Regions from separate parts of the Mus musculus genome. Here region 2 is linked to region 1. The links are chromatin contacts, called in public Hi-C maps. All regions are on one chromosome and are shown on one strand. Each heading gives the region's core, a stretch centred on a gene start, on an enhancer-like site or on the middle of the called end of the contact. The rest is flanking DNA. Distances are from core to core; before and after follow the strand shown. Region 1 holds the start of Rragb (Ras-related GTP binding B). Region 2 has its middle 94 kb from the start of Rragb.

Region 1 (2,700 bases), core at 104-2,603:
ACAGTACTCAGTGAATATCGAGTATATACACACATTCTGGTCTGTGAACCTAGTGTATAGGAGAACATTTTTCAAAAGTAAGTGCTTGTCCTTATAGCGTTTAAATAGAAATCCTATACTCAGAGATCAAATAAACAAGATTATTGCCATGTCAGTAAGTATTATACTCTACACAAAGAACTACAGGCAACCAAGGAATGCCCAGAGCAGGAGAAATAATTTTCCCTAGGGAAGAATACACTGTCTGGTTCTTCAATACCAACTGCTCAGCCCTGAAAACATATATATGAGATTATTATACAGACTGAGCGGGTTATATTAGGAATATATATGTATATACATATATGTGCATATAACAACAACCAATGAAAAACGAAGCCATGACTTTGAAAGAGCAAGGAGAGTTGTTTATATGACAAGGTTTGGAGGGAAAAAAGGGAAAAAAGAAATGTGTCTACAGTATAATCTCAACAACAAAAGAAAAACTACAAAGGAATATTATGAATTAAAAAGCATACAACAGAAAATAACTACTGCAGGTTCAAAAGACTGTTGTACTCTAATAGAGTATGGGTTGGGAAGACCTCTGGAGGACATTACCTATAAGCTGAGAAAGTTGAGGCCATTACAAACTGTGAATGGCAAATTCAGTCTTTCAAGGGAGCATCAACCTATGCCACTCTTTTTCCCAGCCTGTAACCTTGGTGTCACATTTAAAAGAGTTCCAAGCCTAAGAAGCTCTTAGGTCATTGAGGTTGGAACTTGCTGCGTTGAGATTTGAGAGCTGGTTGACAAATCACTTCTTCTCCACATAAAACTCTGTATGTAGCAAGTATCTCATGATGATCATCAGAAACTTTAAAATTATGTTTGCAACTTTTAAAAGTTAAGTGGCGGACGTGTTAAACCCTCCGTGTGGTTCTGGTCCTGGCAATAACAACTTATTGAGAGTTTTCTATGGGAAAGACAGTTTAAAACACTTTAGATGGATTGCTTTTTTAATTACTTGAACTGTCATAAGGATTAACGGGAAGAAAAGTTACCAAAATGCAAAAATGCACAGGGCCCTAATCATAGGGAGTAGTGAAAACGGCTAGCTGGCAGGTGCTGAAATTGCAACCTTCTCCTTTAACTCTGAGCAGCGAGTGGGCGGGGCCGCGTCCATCAGTGTCTAGGTGCCCGCAGGCCGCCCTAAGGGCCAATGGCGCGGAAATGAGAGCCCGGGCCACGTGATGGCGGGTGGCACTCTGGCTTTCCTAAAGCAGTCTCTATGGTATTCTTCCAAGCAAACCCAGGGCCCCCCCAAAAGGGTAGCGGCACGTGACAGGCCCTGGGACTACGGCAGGTTCCCACGTGATCCTGGCCTGCAGTAGCGTGGTTGCGGTGAGGTTCTTGCGCTCCTGAAGGGCGGGCGCGGAAGTAAGAGCATCCTCAGGCGGACCGTGACTGGCAGCGAGGTCGGGAGGAGCCACCAGGCAGTGACCGCTTTGCTTCTGCAGCTCCGCTCCGCTCATTCCGTTATCTCAGCCTTTGCAGTCTGTACAGAAGCTGACCAAGTTACCTTTGGGTCTTGAGACCTTGGCGAGTGAGGCCCAAACTCGGGACCAACTCCTCATCCACCTTGCCCTCCCTCTCCTCCATCTCTTCCTTTGCACGCACCGAATCGAATCGCTTGCTCCTTTGGGCTGGCCTGCTCGGCTGTGCCTGGAGACTAAGTTCGGGTCGGTAAAGGTAACTGTGGGAAAAGCGGCCCCCCAGTGGACAAAGGCGGAGGCAGGGATAGATCAGGCCCCGCGGGCCCTGGGTGCTGAGCGTAGGCAGGTGAGCCAGAAGAACGGTACTGCGGATTTAGAAGGCACTGTGAAGGACTTGTTGCACGATGGAAGAATCTGACTCCGAGAAAAAGACAGAGAAAGAGAATGTGGGCCCAAAAGTGGAGCCTCCTCTAGGGGAGCCGGAAGGATCGCTTGGGTGGGTAAAGGGGATTATGTTGCACCTGGGAGGGAGGGCATGCTAATTGTAAAGAGTATTGTGAGATGCAACAACCTCTAACCTGCAGTGATGAATTGCTTTAATTTACCAATATGGTTGATTGATATCATGCCCTTGATGACGGAAAACAGAATAGAAACACCCTTTGCCTGGATGTGGGATTCCTGGTTTATGCGTAGTCTTCTAATTGAGACAGTTCTGAGTTGTTTTCTGTTTTCTATAAAGGTTATTTGATGTTATCACCTTGTTGATGATAAAAAAGGAAAGGACAGACATTTGCTGACCAATGACGTATAGTGCGATATGCCTATTTGAGAACTGCGTTATATGTACTTTGTGCCTTTAATGAATGAAATACAGCTTGGAAGGACGATTGAAGGTCCAAAGATGCTTCTAGATTTGAAAAATACGGAGATGAATTTAAAAAAAATAGTATTCAGATTATGACAATATTGTTTGATTTATAAAAGTACCCAGAGTGTTGCTTCAGCTTTATGACAAAATATCAAATCTTGAATTTAAATGGTTTCTATTCCTAAATATGCCATCCTAGGAAGCGTCTCCCGAGCTGATGAAGGAAACAGGGAGCATAAACCCAGCTTTATAATTTAGGAAAATGAAGACTTCTGAAAAGAGGTCTCATCCATACTTAGCTGCTTTAAAGAATATTCGTCTGCATCTTTCAGTTTACTTGTGTGTCCCCCCCCC
Region 2 (2,700 bases), core at 60-2,559, 93 kb after region 1:
AGCTTTTAGAGGGAAAGAAAACACACACTTTATGTACCTGACACAGTTCTTCCCACCTGATCAATATGCAAGAAATATTTCTTAAATGCAACTAACTTACATGCTGCCTCTATTCCCTCTCTCTGGGCACTGTGTTCAAGTCAGAAAGGTGGCACAGTCGTGGCATATTGATATGGTATGCTTTCTGCAAAATCTGCCAGGCCACATAGTATCATGTTGTCAAAGTCCCTCGGAACCATACTAAAAGAACTGCTCTTGGATATTTAAGGAACACTGGGAACTTTCAAATGGCCAACTCTTAGTCATTTACTATTTATTAAAGATTAAAACCTAAAATGCCTTCTCAGGACAAAGTGATTGCATAAATGAGGTAAATGTGCAGGTAGGGACCATGGTGAGCTCAAGAGATCAGAAGACAATAGGCACTGATTATTTCCAACAGATTAATGGCCAATTGTGTAACTGTTGTCTTCATAAACATGGAAAATGATTTTATAGAGAAATGTCTTAATTTTTCAATGCTTGTAATCTCTTCAATTTGACAGGCATATGCATGTATATATAGCTGCACATATATACTGTAGGCTAAACAAAATAAATCTGTTGACCACAATTAACCTATGAATTGTGGATTTGTGACCTCTGTTTTAGAGCAATTTGACTCTTGTTGCCAGACTGCCAGAAATCTTTCCACTACGATGCCTGATCCGATTTTCACTAAAAATACAAAATTGGCTTTTTTTTTTAACATCAAGAACTATCAGAGGTTGTTCCTTTTTTTTTTTTTTAACAAGAAATGTTTTGTAGTCAGAGTCTCTACCTTCTTAGCTATATTAGGGTATATGTAGAGAAGCCTAATAACAGCATTATTTTCTTCCAGATTCTGTGGTACGCGGCTAGTCAATGATATCCCAGGACTTGGAGATTTTCTTAAAAATACACATCCAATCTTTTTCTGAATGAAAAAAAAAAGACAAAGAAATAAAGGAGGGCATGACTATGGAGACGATTTTAATGTAGATACAAGGGTGAAAGGAGAGGGAGGGAAGAATCCTGGGTGGAAATATCTGACAGAGTAAACTGGACCATGAGAAGAAAGAGGAGGAGGAGCAAGAGATGAGGAGCCTACCTATGCGCAGCCAGGGCCAAGGCCAAGGGAGTGGTGTAGCCAAAATGGCTGTATTTTGTAGGAATCAGGGTTAGGGAAAGAGACGTGGAAGACGTGGAAGACCGCCCCTGGGAGCTGGAGGTTTAGGGTAGGGGGCGGGGTGAGAAATGCTGTGCGGAGCCACAGGTACTGAGTAATGCTGCCAGAACTGGGAGGAGCCACTGGCGCTGAGCGTCTCCGAGGGAACTGGCCTTGACTTCACTTTGATATGTTAATAGGTATCTCAGCCTGCTGTCTGGGGTTTCTGAGACCTAACACTTCACACTATATAGCACAGCTGCCTTTCATATCAGTCAAGGATATGTTTTGTTTGTTCGCTGGATGACTAAATGGAGAACCACATATAGTCAATTCAACATTGCAAAAAGTGCAAATAGTGCAGATATTGAAAAGTGTTTGATGATAAACAAGATACAGAGTTTGTATGATCTAGTAAGACGACCTCTAAATAGCTATAGTCTTAAACAATTTGGAACGCAATGGAAGGTCAGAAAAACAAGATTTAAATTAGTTTGGGGTTACTAAATTGACAGGGGAGAACATTTTTCATTCATTCGTTCGTTCATTTATTCTCTTGTTGTGTTTTGTTTTGGGTTTCTCTGCGTAGCCCTGGCTGTCCTGGAACTTGCTCTCTAGATCTGCCTGGCCTGCCTTTAAACATGCCCCCCCCCCGAGAGAGAGAGAGAGAGAGAGAGAGAGAGAGAGAGAGAGAGAGAGAGAGAATGAGAATCAAAGACATGCATGCCTTTTATAAACAAGTTGCCTTTATTATCCCTTAGAATCTGTCATATGTACTTTACCATTCTGATAATTTTGGGTTAATTGGTAGAAGCTGTGACCCGCTAGCTGCGCACCTTTGGGTTGGCTTTAGAATTTGCAGTTTCTAGCTTAGGGTTCCTTGTTATTTTTTTGGTTGGTTTGTTTGTTTGTTTGTTTGTTTGTTTTTTGAGACAGGGTTTCTCTGTGTAGCCCTGGCTGTCCTGGAACTCAATCTGTAGGCTAGGCTGTCCTGGAACTCAGAAATCTGTCTGCCTCTACCTCCCAAGTGCTGGGATAGGTTAGGGTTCTTAATAGTTCCAGGGAGCATAGTATTTTTATTGGAAACTTAGACTATCTAAATTAATAGAATCTTCTTTGCACCCCCTAGTGTGTATTACATCATTTAATTGCACAACCTCACAACGAGTTAGCTGCTATTACTATAATCATCATCATTTTCAGATGAGAAAATAGAAGGTCTAGGTGGCAGAATTACTTGTCCAAAACCACAACTCAAAGAAGTGATAAATTTGGGATTTGAACTTCAGTAGTAGGGCTCTGAAAACAAGCACTTTCCCATTATCTTTCTTTTTCTTTTCTTTTCTTTTCCTTTTTTTTTTTCTCGAGACAGGGTTTCTCTGTATAGCCCTGGCTGTCCTGGAACTCACTTTGTAGACCAGGCTGGCCTCGAACTCAGAAATCCGCCTGCCTCTGCCTCCTGAGTGCTAGGACTAAAGGCGTGCGCCACCACGCCCGGCTCCTATTATATTTCA

The links. Hi-C and Micro-C count contacts between places; a contact is called where the count stands out from the background.
Region 2: a Hi-C map of germline stem cells shows a contact between it and region 1, with 2.6 times the contacts expected there. The contact joins the enhancer-like site here to the promoter of Rragb in region 1. A contact is called at or near these places in 3 of 39 promoter capture datasets (the 3T3-L1 cell line, the C10 cell line and the HPC-7 cell line), 6 of 484 Hi-C or Micro-C datasets (LSK cells, Sertoli cells, cumulus cells and 2 more) and 1 of 9 other capture datasets (adipose tissue).

What each region holds. Positions count from the first base shown.
Region 1 is chrX:153,138,605-153,141,304 of GRCm38.p6, forward strand. It overlaps Rragb (Ras-related GTP binding B), which reads left to right and starts at 1,354. Exons shown (of 11, transcript NM_001004154.2): 1 at 1,354-1,971. The coding sequence starts at 1,880.
Region 2 is chrX:153,232,127-153,234,826 of GRCm38.p6, forward strand. It overlaps a transcript of Klf8 not described here. Among named protein-coding and RNA genes, the nearest start is that of Rragb, 94 kb to the left of the region's middle. Within about 2 kb of position 1,310, at least 13 of the 459 cell types and tissues checked have an H3K27ac peak or open chromatin away from gene starts, as enhancers often do. A contact at or near this core is called in germline stem cells, where this site is marked.